3 separate regions of the Sus scrofa genome follow, and all the other regions are linked to region 3. Evidence: chromatin contacts called from public Hi-C and promoter capture Hi-C data. All regions are on one chromosome and are shown on one strand. The core of a region is the stretch at or near the end of the contact, and the rest is flanking DNA. Distances in the headings are between cores, read along the strand shown. Region 1 holds the start of TNIP2 (TNFAIP3-interacting protein 2). Region 2 holds the start of SH3BP2 (SH3 domain-binding protein 2). Region 3 holds the start of GRK4 (G protein-coupled receptor kinase 4).

Region 1 (4,386 bases), core at 740-3,239, 180 kb after region 3:
ACGCCGGATCCTTAACCCACTGAGCAAGGCCGGGAATTGAACCCGTAACCTCATGGTTCCTAGTTGCATTTGTTCACCACTGAGCCATGACGGGAACTCCTTTTTTTTTTTTTTTTTGTCTTTTTAAGGCCACACCTGCAGTATATGGAAGTTCCCAGGTTAGGGGTCGAATTGGAGTTGCAGCTGCCAGTCTACACCGCAGCCACAGCAACTCGGGATCTGAGCCTCGTCTATGACCTACACCACAGCTCACGGCAACGCTGGATCCTTAACCACGGAGCGAGACCAGGGATTGAACCCGTGTCCTCATGGATACTAGTCAGGTTTGTTTCCGCTGCCCTACAACAGGAACTCCCGGACAACTTCTACATGTCAGGAATTTGGGTGGCTCTGGCTCAGGGACTCCCATGAGGCCCAGGCAAGGTGTTGGTAGGATGGAGGATATCCTCCCAAGGTGGGCCATTTACTCTTGTGGGTGAGTCGATGCTGGCTGTTGGCACGAAGCTGCATGTCTTCATCACATGGGCCTCTTCACAGGGCTACCTGAGTGTCTTCATGACGTGGCGGGGGGCTTCCTCGGAGCGAGTGATCTAAGAGAGGCCAAGGTAGTAGCTACACGGCCTCTAGTGACCTAGCTGGAGAAACACCATGACTTCTGCAGCATCTTCCTGCTTGCACAGGGCAGCCCTATTCAGAGTGTCAGAGGTGAAATCACAAGAGTGAACACCGCGAGTGGGATTCTTTTTGGATGCTGGCCACCCCGATGATACACAACCTATCTCAAATCCAAAGGTTCTCAATTTCAAAGTACCTGTGACCCCCAGAATGTTACATGAGACACTGGGAGCCTCTTCTACAGGTGAGAACCAGACAGCTGAGCGGCCTGTGGAAGGTTACACTTAGAGCAGTGGAGACCCGCCCGGCTCTGATGCCAGCGCCAGCTGGTTTTCTCCATCACTCCTTGAGTCGACAAGAACGTGTCTTTCCTGACCTCAGCCACGTGGACGGCGGGCTTGCAGGGGCAGGTGCTGCAAATTCCATCCTCTAGTCACACAACACGCCTGTGGGTTGGAAGGAGCCACTGGACGCGATGTCTCTCTGCAATGGAGGACGTTTGTCCATCTCTCCATCTGTCTGTCTGTCTGATTCTGCAGGCTGGTGAGTGCTTTCCCTGGGCTCAGCCCAAGCTTGGGCAGGGATTACAAAAAACACACCATGCTGCTCTCAGGGGGCAGGGCGAGGAGGGGAGTGCAAGCAGTAGGGCAGGGACCTGCAGAGGATTCAGTGTGGGAGGGCAGGGGGGCGCTTTGAAAGACCACAGGTGTGGTTGGGCATCATGGTGGAGCAAACTCAGACTTTGAAAAAAAACAGCTGCAGAGTCACGGAAAAATCTTCAGGATTGGTCTGGGCAGTTGGGGGGAAGGAAAAGAATGGAGAAATAGGGCAGGAAAGAGGGCGGATGCAGGGTCTAGAGTCCTGCTCTGGGCACTGCCCTGTGCCCTGGTGGGTAGGGCACCTCGCTGGGCTCAACTCCTGAAAGTCGCCCTTTTCCTATTGCCCGACGTGGCCAACCCGCCTGCAGCCCGGGGATTTGGACCCAACTTCAGGGTTAATCCTTGGGGTCGTCTTTGAACCAGGGCCCCAGCAGCGACCTGAACCACTGCAGTGACGACATGGGATCCAACCCGTCGAGCCACACAGGAATTCCTGGCTCCTGTCCCTTCCATCAGTAGCTACATCAGAGACCGCTCAACCCCTCTCCTCAACCGAGCGTACTCTCCAAAAACTGCCCCCACGCGGGGCGACTGGGCGGCTGGGACAGGCGAGGCACCCCCGGGTGGACGGAGGCGGAATGGGGACGGGCGGGGCCCAGCGCTGGGCGGGGGCGGGGCCCAGCGCTGGGCGGGGGCGGGGGCGGGGGCGGGGCCCAGCGCTGGGCGGGGGCGGGGCCTGGACGCGCGGCGCGGGGCGGGGCCCGGGGGTTCCGCGGGGGGGCGGGGCGCGCCGGGAAAAGTTCCGGGAAGGGGGGCCGCCCGCCCAGACCCGGCGCGGAAGTTGCCGGCGGGCGCGCGTCTTCCCGGACAGGCCCGTAGCCATGTCGTCCGGGGGCGCGGGGTCGGGCGGGCCGGAGGGGGCCCCTCGCGCGGCTGCCGCGCTCTGCGGCCTGTACCACGAGGCCGGGCAGCGGCTGAGGCGCCTGCAGGACCAGCTGGCCGCTCGGGACGCCCTCATCGCGCGCCTGCGCGCCCGTCTGGCGGCGCTTGAGGGGGACGCGGCGCCGTCGCTCGTGGACGCGCTGCTGGAGCAGGTGGCGCGCTTCCGAGAGCAGCTCCGGCAGCAGGACGGCGGCGCCGCGGAGGCCGCGCTGCGCCAGGTGCGGAGCCGAGTGGGCGGGGGCCGCGTGCGGCTGGCGGAGCTCGGGTGGGCAGGCCGGGTCGGCGCTGCGCCGCGGGCGGGCGTCGGCGGGTGGCCCCTGAGGGGCGTGCGCGCTGGGGGCCCGGAGGGGTCGCTGGGCTCTCGGGTGTGGGCTGCTAGCCGGGGTCTGGGCGCCCTGTGTGCCGGCGGTCAGGCTGCGGGGTGCGTGTGAGCGTCTGCGGGCTGTCGCCGTGTTGGGTCTGGAGGGTGTAAGTGTAGCTGCTGAGGGGCGCGCGTGTCCCTGTCGGTGCTGAGGGGGCGCGCGTGTCCCTGTCGGTGCTGAGGGGGCGCGCGTGTCCCTGTCGGTGCTGAGGGGCGCGCGTGTCCCTGTCGGTGCTGAGGGGGCGCGCGTGTCCCTGTCGGTGCTGAGGGGGCGCGCGTGTCCCTGTCGGTGCTGAGGGGGCGCGTGTCCCTGTCGGTGCTGAGGGGCGCGCGTGTCCCTGTCGGTGCTGAGGGGCGTGCTCCATGTTGGGTCTGAGGCGTGTGTGTCGAGGTGGTTCTCAGGGATGTGTGTTCATGTCAGCGTCTGCGGTGTTACCGCGTTGGGTCTGAGGTGCGTGTACGTCTTGGTTCTGGCATTGTGAGCCTGTCTTAGGTTCTGAGGGGTGTGCTCCCGTAGTGGGTCTTAGGGCGTGGGCCCTTTTTGTGTCTGAGGGTTGTGTGTCTGTGTTGATGCTGGCTGTATTTATTCCTGTGGGGTCTGAGGTGTGTGTGTGCCCCTGTGTAGAGTCTCGGGGCTGTCTGCTCCCCTCGTGGGTTCCGAAGTTGTGTTGAGGGATCTGTGTGAATGTGTTGCTTCTGAGGGTTATGTGCTCATTTTGGTTTTGAAGGTTGTGTGCTTATATTGTGTCTGAGGGTTATGTGTGCTCCTTTTGGTTCTAAGGGGTATGTTTTCATGTTGCTTTTGAGGTGTGTATGTGCGTGTTGGTGTCTGAGGAATATGTGTGTGTTTCGCTAGGGTCTGTAGGTGATGGGTCTGTGTTTGAGGGGTTTGTGCCTGTATTGGATTCTGATAGTTGTGTGTTCATGGTGGCTCTGAGGGATGTGTGTCCTTGTTGGCATAGTTGAGTTGTGAGTGATGTGTGCCCATTTTGGGTGTAAAAGGTGTTTGTCCATATTGGTTCTGAGGCATGTGCGTGCCTATGTTGGATCTGAGGTGTGTGTCCTCATGTTGGATCTGAGATTTGTGCATCCTTGATGGGTTGAGGAAAGTGCCCATGTTGGTTCTTAGGAGTCCTTGTTGGTTTTCAGGAGTGTGTGTGCCCATGTTGGTCTGAGGGTTATGAGTCTGAGTAGTGTGTCTGTGTTAGGTGTGAGGGGTGTGTTTGTGTTGGTTCTGAAGTACATCTGCATGTGTTGGGTTTGGAGTGTGTATTTCCATATGGGTCTGAGGGGAGTGTATGCTGGTTTCTGAAGGATATATGCCTCCGTTTTGTGTTCTGAGTGGTGTGTGTGTGCGTGCGTGCGTGCGTGCCTGTTTTGAGTTCTGAGTAATATGTGTGCCCATTTGGGCTCTGAGAGATGTGTATGTGTGTTGGTTCTGAAGGTTGTCTATCCGTGGTTTTGAGGATTGTGTGTATGCCAGTGTTGAATCTTGCAGTTGTGTACCAGTTGAATTCAGGGGGGTCTGCTCCCATGTTGGGTGTGAGGGGAATGTGTGCCTGTGTTGGGTTTGAAGGGTGTGTGTCCATGTTGGGTTGTGGGTTGTGTGTGCTTCTGTGGTATATGAGATGTGTATGCCCTTATGTTGGGTTCTGAGGGGTGTGTTCACCTGTGTTGGGTTTTGAGTTTGTGCTCATTTGGATTGTGAAGGATGTATATGCGTGTTTAGTTCTCAGGGGTCTGTTGCTGTGCTGGGTTTTGAAGAGTGTGAGTGCCCATATTGGGCTCTCAGGGGGGTGTGTGTGTATCCATGCTGGGTGTGAGAGGTGTGTGTCTGTGTTGGGCCTTAGGGATGACTGTGCATGTTAT
Region 2 (4,631 bases), core at 1,332-3,831, 150 kb after region 3:
AGCCTTTGGTTCAGTCTGTTCCCGCCTTCGCGGCCGTCCACACGGCTCAGACAGCTCTCCTCCGGACTGCAAGCCCTCATGCACTGGCCACCCGTAGCCCACCTCCCTTGGTCAGGTGACCTAGTGCTGGCCATGTTCCCTGGGGTAATTAAAGAACCACATACTGAGTGGTTCTTACTGGGGCCACCTACTTTTTTTTTTTTTTTTTTGGCTTTTTAGGGCCGTACCTGTGGCCTATGGAAGTTCCCAGGCTAGGGGTCAAATCGGACCTACAGCTGCCAGCCTATGCCACAGCCACAGCAACATGGGACCCAAGCTGCGTCTGTGACCTACACCGCAGCTCATGACAACACGGGATCCCCAACCCACTGAACGAAGCCAGGAATCAAACTGGCATCTTCACGGACACGAGTCAGATTCATTACCCGCTCAGCCACAACAGGAACTCCTGAGGCCACCTTCTAGCCAGCCAGTGAGAAGAGGGCAGGTGTCCCATAATAGGGCGTCAAGGACAGAAGCCAGGAGGACCCAGGTACCTCCCTGGGCCTGGCCACTCCTGAGAGGCTTGGGCCTTTGCCGTGAGACCCAAGCAGGCAGGGACCTGGGAGCCTACCTTTGCCCCAGGCCTCTCCAGGCCCAGCCCCACCCCCACTCCCAAGCCCAGGAGGCCCAACCATCCCTGTCCTCAAGCCCTCGGGGCCAGGAAAATCACCCCCAGCAGCAGCTCACTGTCACTGAACACTAACCATGTGCCACCACCAGCCCCTGGACAGTCACAGCCATCTAAGATCACCCGGCTGGTAAATGGTGGCTGCCAGATTCAAAGTCAGAACCCAGCCCCTCTGTGACAAAGGCTGGGCCACTGTCTCTCTGCACCCCTTCAGCCTTCCCACATGGAGGCCTGCAAGCTTGTGTGCATCCATGTTGGGGGGGCGATGGGGGCTGACTCAGCACCTCACTTTCCTCTGTCCACGTGAACAAGAAGGGCCAAGGGCAGCCTGGAGTCACCCATCCTCCTACTTTTCCCAGGCTGGCCTCCTCGTCGGGTTCCTCCCTGAGCCTGTAGGCCTGGGGGACGCCCCCCAAAAAGGCTAGGCTGTATCAGCACCCCTCTCTCCAAACAGCCAAAGGGGACTAGACTCGGCCATCTACCCATCTGTTCTGCCTGTCCCCCTGGCTAGGGTGTGCCCCACACACAGCCAAGTGGCAGAGTCGGGGTGCAAGGAAGTGGAATTTGACGGGGTCCCTACCCCTTGGCGCCTCCATCCTGGCCCCCTGGCCCACCCAGAGTGGAGCCCTGGCTCCTGGAGGGCCCTCTGCAGGGGTGTCCTGGGTACAAGTCACAGTGGAGGAGGGCCAGCGGGTAACAGAGCCCAGTCCCCTCCTCTGGTCCCACAGAGCCGGGGCCAGGGGGCTGCCCCAGGGCCACACTGCATCAGTGCTGGGCTAGACTTAAACCTGGAAACCTACCCCTACTCCAGGACTTGCCGTGCCCCCTGGTCATCAGACTGTGCTCAAAATATTCTCACATTTTCTCATCATTATGGCAAAGCAACATTTCCTGAGCCCCTTCGGTGCTGGAGCCTCGTTTCACGTGTCATCGTCAGATAACATGCAATCCCAGAGGTCCCACACAGACCCCCCAACCCAGGCCAAGGGCATTTATAAGGGGCACTTTACTCAGCATGGCCACCTGACCAGCAAGTATAGAAGTCACCAAAGCTGACATACGGGCAAAGTGAGGCACTCAGGGAAGATGTGAGGCAGTCAGGGTCCCGCAGGGTGGCAAAGGGAGCGGGCTCTGGCTGAACGCTGCTCCAACAGGCCAGCTCAGAACCCCAGCCACAGCGACTATCAACACTTCACCAGGGGAAGCAGAGGCCAGGAGCAGCAGGGAAAGAGCTGGGCTGCTGGGAGGGCCGGGTACATGTGGAAGGAAGGCTGTCCCCAACCCCCAGACACTCACTGTTCCCCAGAATAAGAGTCGCAGACACCCCTAGGCCATGGGGCTATCAGTCACTCACACTTCGGTGTGAATTCTCCAACAGGCGGCTTTTCTCCACCCTCCGCGGCACACAGGCTGAGGGAAGGAAAGTTTGCATTACCGGGAGGAGGTGGAGGCAAATTCCGGGCCTGGGCCTTCAGAGGCCGGTCGCGTACGTGTAATGGGGCCTGCGGCCGTCGGCCAGCCCCAGGGGGCTAGGGAAGTGGGGGCTAGAGGGACGGGGTGGGGGTGCGGAACAGATACAACGCCACCGCCCCCCGCCCCTAGGCCTCCAGGGTGCACCCCAGGCACACCTCGAACCCGCTCATTTCAGGCAGTGGTGCTCCGAGTCTGGGCGGGCGCTAGAACTGACCGCCCCGCGCGTCCTACAGCGAGGACCCTGGCCCCTGGGATTCCGGACGCGATCGCGCCCCTCCCGTCCATGCCCGCCGCCCAGCCTTACCTGCCGAGGCTCTGCTCCCAGCCCGCGTCAGGGCCCTGCGTCCGGCAGCGGATCCCGCCTCGGCGGCCCGGCGTTCGCGCCCGCCGGGAGGTAGCCAGGAGCTGGATCCCTCCCGGAGCTGGGCCCGCCCCTCCTGGCTGGCCCCGCCCCCCACAGGCTCCTGCCCCGCCCCGCCCCCCCGGCCCGGCTCCCTCAGTCCCCCAGCGCGTCGGGCCCCGCCCACCCCCGCCTCCGCGCCTCGCCCCCACCCTCCCGGCCCGCCCCTTCGACCTGGTCCCGCCCACTCCCGCCCGGCGCCGCGTTGCCCGGCTCCGGGCCCCGCCCCTTCGAAACGACCCTGCCCCTTTAGTCTCCTCCCCTCCCCCACCCCCACGCACCCGGCCCGAGTCCTCTGGCCCCCGGGGCCCACCTCGCCGACTCCTTTTGCGATCTGAAGGACGCGATGCAGCCCGCAGTCCTCGGGGTTCGAGGTTTGGGCGCAGGGTGGGGATCAGGACCTCAGAGTCTGGGGGTCTCCCACCTTTCCACACTCCTGCTCCCCAGGAGGAGAAGGCAGGAGTTGGCTGCACGTGTGGACCCACCATCCCTGCACAGGCACCCTCTAGGGTTCAGTAAATGCAAGTGCGTGTCCTGCTCAATGACAGCCGGTGGCCCCACCGGAGGGGGTGTCGTCCTCCAACCCGCTGATCCTGATCCTGTAGGAGGAGGCCATGTCCCTCGCGGACCCCATCCCTGCCTCCTTGGTCTCAGGTCTGGAAGGGAGGGACAGGGGCATGGGATGACCCCTCCCCTGCCCCAGGAAGAAGTCTTGCTGGGAACCCAAACTTCGGAACCTGGCCCTTATTTCAGAAGAGTCTCTAGGGCATTTTTCCGCCACTTTGAAGCCAGGACACAGTCCTTGTACCAGGTCTGGACTCTCTTGGCCCAGGGGTCTGATTCCAACACTGGGAGGCCCAGAAAACAGGGTACTTTAAATTTTGCCTCTGGGAGTTCCCTTTGTGGTGCAGGGGAAACTAATCCGACTAGGAACCATGAGGTTGCAGGTTTGTTCCCTGGCCTCGCTCAGTGGGTTAAGGATCTGGCATTGCATTGAGCTGTAGCGTAGATCGAAGATACAGCTCAAGTCTGGCGTTGCTGTCGCTGTGATGTAGGCCTGCAGCTGTAGCTCCAGTTAGACCCCTAGTTTAGGAATTGCCATATGCCCCAGGTGTGGCCCTAAAAAGACCAAAAATAAACAAGTAAATAAATTAATTTTGCCTCCTGGGAGGCTCCCAACCAAGGTCCTTCCCAGAAGTTGTGGGGGGATGGGGAACATGAGTCCAGCTTTAGACGCAGATCACTCTGTTTAAGGGGCAGGGCCCTGGGGGAAAGGGAGCTTGTCAGATCTTGCAGAAAGGGCTTCCTGGGAGGAACTGGCTTCCTGGAGGGGCGTCCTAAAGGGCGGTGTGAGTGGTGGAGATAGGGAGGAGGTGTCCCAGGGAGAAGCAGTACGGCGGGCACGTTTGTAGGGGACTGGAGCTTCCAGAGAAAGGCCTGAGGAGGGGGCTGGGATCCTTGGTCCCAGAGCCCAGGAAGCAGTAAACAGGGGAAGGATAGGATCTGGCTGGCGGCTGAAGAGGCTATGGGGAGGGCAGAAGGCCAGCGCACCGAGGCTGGATTGTCCAGGTGGGAGGCCAAGGTCTGCCCCTCTGTGTGGCACTGGGCATGAAGGGCGGAAGTCCAGCAGGGCAGCCACAGCAGGCGCTGGACCAGCCGCTCTGAACAGGCAGGATGGGGAGCAGCCAGGGGCTAGAACTGGGTTAGGCTGAGTCCGAGAGTCCCAGGCTGTGGGGGTGCCCAGAGTTGTAGCTGAACATGGGCCATGTCCACCTGTCCAGAGCTGCCCAGGTGTGGGTCCCAGGCCCCAGAAAGAGGAGGCCTGGGCGCAGCAGCACACATGGAGTCAGAGACATTGAGCGTGGGGGCAAGTGGGAAAGGCCAGAGCCAGGGGACCAGGCCATGAGCGCAGGCCTGGGGGAGATGCCTGCGCCCCCTGGAAGGAGACCGGGACCAAGGCGGGACCACAGTCGAGAGAGAGCCAAACCAGAGAGGGGCACCCAGAGGCAGGCGAGGCTATGGGAGAGTATTCAGACAACAGGGCCCCAGTTTCCTCAACTATGAAACTAGGGGGGCCATCTGCTAGGG
Region 3 (4,620 bases), core at 1,106-3,605:
TAAAAAGCACGCTACAAAATTCAAGTTCACTACTTCTAGAGTTCCCTGGTGGCACAGTGAGTTAAAGATCTGGCTTTATCACTGTAGCGGCTTGGGTCACTGCTGTTGCGCTCTTGGATTGCTGTCTGGAAAAAAAAAAAATTAAAAATAAATAATATGGGGGAAAAAACTGTAACTGCAATGTATACATCTAAGGATGACCTGACCCCCTTGCTGTACAGTGTGAAAATAATAAAAAATAAAAAATAATAATAATAATAATAAAAGCTCACTACTTCTTAACTCAAAGTCCTTCCATTTAAACCCCAAACTTAGTAGCTAATTCTATCACTCCCTGTTACTTCAAGAATTTCTGCTTCACATTGCTGTGGCTATGGCATAGGCTGGCAGCTACAGCTTCAATTCGATCCCTATCCTGGGAATCTCCAAATGCAGCGGGTGCGGCTCTAAAAAGCAAAACAAACAAACAAACAAAAAACCTGAGTTCCTGTTATGGCGCTGCGGTTAGTGAACCCAACTAGCATCCATGAGGACACGGGTTTGACTCAGTAGATGAAGGATTGCCATGAGCTGTGGTGTAGATCACAGACGAGGCTCAGATCCCACGATGCTGTGGCTCTGTTGTAGACTGGTGGCTACAGCTCCAATTGGACCCCTAGCCTGGGAACCTCCATATGCCGCCAGTGCAGCCCTAAAAAGACAAAAAAAAAAAAAAAGAAAAGAAAAAAGAATTTCTGATTCGGAATCTCCAGGGTGTTGAGAGAAAGGCACTTAGGACAAAATGGGAAAGGGGGGGTACTTAAAAAAAAACAACCCAAGTCTGAAACATCTGTGTGCCAGGTTCATTTCTCACACAGCACAGTATTCACTACCCCAATCACAAGATGAACTTACTGACGCTTTTCAACAGCATCCCCAAGTCCCCTGGAGCACCTCTTTGCACTCTGCACCCAGGACGGAAGCCCTGGGAGATGGAGCAGAAAACGCTCCTTCAAATTGTCTTAACTATGCAGCCTTCTGCAGGTACTTTCTGTTCTCTGACTCTGACTGCGCAAGAGGGAAGGGACGGAAGAACCACGGGCAGACGCTGCTGCCTGCTCTCCCATCTCTCCAGAGGCAGGAGAGAAGACACCTGGTCCTCGACAGAGATTCTACTCCTGGAGTCTCGAGCAGGGCGGAGCCAACTGCTGTTTTCACACTTAAGTCTTACTGACTTGTTCACTCAACACGTTAGTGGGGCTAAAATCCACTCTTGTCACCGTCAAGTCTGAGACACCTTCTCACACCTAAAGGCCAAGAAGCTATGTCAAAATTAACAGGCTAAACACCCTTGGAAGGGCCTCGCCAGGGTAGATTACAGGATTCTCCTCTTGTCCTTTAGATCCCACCAAGACATGGTTCTCTTCTGCTGGCTTCACTCGCTGGCCTGGCTTCCTCCCTCTCAGGTCAGTAGGACACGGGTCGCCTGGTGCTGAAGCAACGCTGCGACCCTGCGACTTCAGACGGACCAGAGCAGAGCGCGGGCTACCTTCACTTGGGTCAGGCGGTGCTGAAAGGGGACCAAGCAGCTTAAGCCTTAGGGGGGCCCAAACTGACCCCTCGCCAGCCGACCGCGCCCGAGAGCGAGGCTGCGCGGACCGGCTCGGGATTCTGCGGAAGATCTGGGTCCCGCAGCAGGGTCCCCCGGGGATCGGGGTTCCAGGGCTGGTTGGGGCGCCGCTGTGCACCCACCTTGGCGCGCTTTCAGTAGCAGCGAGTTGGCCAAGATGTTCTCGAGCTCCATGGACGACCGCCGCCGCCGCCGCCGCCGCCGCCTCCGCCGCCTCTGCAGCCGCCGCGACCGGGGTTTGCGGACTCGAGGGGGCGGCGGCGGCGCGTCCTCCGCGCATGGTTCGCCGGGCGCCGGGCCGGGTGCCACACTGGGCTGCAGCCCCTCCACCGCCCGCTTCTGCCGCCGCCGCCGCTGCCACGGCCACCAGCCGCGCCGCCGCTGCTTCGGACGTTCCCGGCGCCGGCCTCCCGCCCGACCCTCGGGGTCCGGGGCGTGGGCGGGCCGGGGGGCTCTGACAGCCCGGCCGCCGCGGGTTCCCGCGGTCACTGCCGCCGCGCGGTGGCCCAGGCTGGCGGCCCCATGGCCCGGGAGGGGCTCTCCGGCAGGGGCGCCGCCGCCGCCGCCGCCTCCTGGCACAGCGCCGACTCCCGCCAACGGCTCCCCGGGAGAGGGAGCCCGAGCGCTCTCCCGCTGGCGTGCGGAGGCGGGCCGGCGCCGCGAGGGCCGCGACCGCTCCCAGGAGGCCGCGCGCGGCGAAGGCTGCTGGGAATTGTAGTCGCTCCGCCGCGGGCGAGTAGGCGGGGCCTGGGCGAGACGGAGTTTCTCCCGGCGTTCCCCTTCGCACGGGCTCAGTTCTCGCGAGAACCGGAGGGCCGCCCCGGGCTGCGGAGGTGCACGTGTCTTCTGAGTGGTTCTGAAGTCCGGCGAGTGTCGCGATGGGGAAGGCCAGGTCCGCCGGGGCGCGCGGGAAGGCCCTCGGGGCCCCGGCGGGCGCGCGGAGCGGCCGAGCGAGACCCAACCCCAACCCATTCGAGGTGAAAGTCAACCGGCAGAAGTTCCAGGTCCTGGGCAGGAAAACGCGCCACGATGTGGGGATGCCCGGGGTGTCCCGCGCGCGAGCGCTCCAGAAGGTAAACGGGGGGGTGGGAGCGCGCCCCCCGGGCCCGCGGCCCTACCCTTGAACCTCCGCGGCACGGCGCAGACTCGCGAGCCCTACCGCGGGGTGTGTGCCGCGCGGTGGCCCGGAGGCGTGGGAACCTTTCTGCGCCTGTTTCCTCGTCTGTAAATTGAGATGATGGGAGGACCCGCGTCCCGGGGCTGCGGTGAGGGAGGGCAGTTGTCACTTAGAGTCCTCGGACCAGCGCTTGGCACAGTTGGACGTCGTGTGTCGTGTATGCCCCGTGTCATGCCTCTGGCTTTGGGTGGGCTGGAATGACAGTCCTTGGAAATTTATTGTCCCTCCTTGGAGACCCAGCACACGTGTGTTTCCTTGTGGCTCCTTTGCAGGCGCCTCGGGCAGTTAGTCACTTCTCTGCTGCCGTGTCCCCTGTGCGGATCTCTTTCAGCCTGTTCTCCTGGAGACTCTGAACGCTGCTGGGTTAGGGATCCTGGGCCTTTTCTGCACAGAATGGGGGCTGCATAGGGGTGCTCCTGGATGTTTGAGGAAGAGTGCATCTCTCCTTTGCAGCACACAACCCTGTCCCTTGCAGGGTAGCTGAAATGCTACCCTCCTGGATGCTGAGTGCTTTCACGTTTTCTGTGCTGTGGTCTCAGAGCATTCTGTGCTTTAGGGTTCAGTTCAGGTGGCATTCTCCATGCAGCTTCTGAGACACGCTCCTTGGTTGGCGGAACAACATTGGGAGTTCCGCTGTGGCTCCGCAGGTTGTGAACTGGACTAGTATCCAGGAGGATCCCTGGCTTTGCTCAGTGGCTTAACCATTTGGCATTGCCACAGGCTGTGGTGTAGGTCACAGATAAGGCTTGTCTCTAGCATTGCTGTGACTGCGGTGTGGGCTGGCAGCTGCATCTCTGATTCAACCCCTGGCCTGGGAACTTCCATCTGCCACAGGTGCCGCCCTAAAAAGCAAAACAATGTTTATTATTACTCTGAGGAAGAGGTATCAGTAGGCTAATGAATTAGTAGGCAGAAGCACAGAGGACAAGTAGCTTTCCTAGGGTGGCACGACTGGTAAGGGCTGGGGCTTGCACTGGGTTTAAACCTCTCTGAAGCCTTTATGCGCCACTGGGCACTTGTGTTTCAGCTCTGTTCTAGCAGGTGGAGGGGAAAAGGTAAAGAAGCCGTCGGCCCCAGCTTCAGGGGCTCAGAGTCTGTATTCTCACACGGCTTGGGGTCCAGATGATCTTTGAATTAAATCAGGTGTCATCTTTTGCAAGGAGCGGGCAATAGAGGTAGACGAGACAAGCTTAGAGCTGACTCGAGTGTGTCCCCTGTCACACGCCCCAAGGCAGGCGTGGGGGTGGCAATAGCATGGACTCCACAGTGGACTCGTCTGTCTTCATTACTGAAGCCTCATTGCCCTCGTTTCTGCTTAGCTGCCTGAGGTGGGAACTACCTGTATCTCCCTTTACAGGTACTATAGGTGTTCCCCAGAGTCCTTGCTGGGAAGCGATGGGGCTGTCCTCGTGCTTGACTACAGCTCCTGGATGTCATGTGCTTGTCTGTGAATGACCCAGAAGGTGCAAGGGTTGGTTAGGGTTACAGACGAACTCAGCAGTAGACAAACATGACAGTGTGGAATCTGCGAGTAGCAGAGACTGTGCGTAGAAGTAATTGCACATATGTAGCAAAGAGAAAGGCAGCGCCACTACATTCTTTGCAAGGGATAGCGACGTCATAGTTGCCATAAACGGCTTGCTGCTCTGCTCCGTGTTCTGTGTTTGCCCTTCTCTCAGCTATAGTCTCAGGCCTCTGGTTTCTTCACAGGGTGGAGTGACCACTGAGTGCTCCATCGTTTCTTTTTTGTTTGTTTGTTTCATTGTAGCCTTTGGTGTTAGGCATGGAAGTACAAGGAAGTAGGAACACAGCATGAGAGTTCCCTGGGTCCCAG

Evidence for each region. Promoter capture Hi-C pulls out the DNA fragments that hold promoters and counts their contacts. Hi-C and Micro-C count contacts between places; a contact is called where the count stands out from the background.
Region 1: a promoter capture Hi-C map of liver shows a contact between it and region 3, with 4 times the contacts expected there. The contact joins the promoter of TNIP2 here to the promoter of GRK4 in region 3. A contact is called at or near these places in 4 of 5 promoter capture datasets (fetal liver, fetal skeletal muscle, liver and 1 more) and 5 of 47 Hi-C or Micro-C datasets (embryonic fibroblasts, liver, mesenteric adipose tissue and 2 more).
Region 2: a contact with region 3 is called in a Hi-C map of heart right ventricle, with 2.3 times the contacts expected there. The contact joins the promoter of SH3BP2 here to the promoter of GRK4 in region 3. A contact is called at or near these places in 1 of 5 promoter capture datasets (fetal liver), 9 of 47 Hi-C or Micro-C datasets (alveolar macrophages, brain, fetal liver and 5 more) and 1 of 2 datasets of contacts at active chromatin or transcription factors (alveolar macrophages).

Annotation. Positions count from the first base shown.
Region 1 is chr8:1,552,280-1,556,665 of Sscrofa11.1, reverse strand. TNIP2 (TNFAIP3-interacting protein 2) reads left to right here and starts at 1,989. Exons shown (of 6, transcript XM_003128825.4): 1 at 1,989-2,374. The coding sequence starts at 2,096.
Region 2 is chr8:1,581,119-1,585,749 of Sscrofa11.1, reverse strand. SH3BP2 (SH3 domain-binding protein 2) reads right to left here and starts at 2,581. Exons shown (of 11, transcript XR_002346534.1): 1 at 2,448-2,581.
Region 3 is chr8:1,735,695-1,740,314 of Sscrofa11.1, reverse strand. GRK4 (G protein-coupled receptor kinase 4) reads right to left here and starts at 2,355. Exons shown (of 12, transcript XM_021100943.1): 1 at 1,732-2,355. The coding sequence starts at 1,783. NOP14 (nucleolar protein 14) reads left to right here and starts at 2,344. Exons shown (of 18, transcript XM_005666511.3): 1 at 2,344-2,682. The coding sequence starts at 2,488.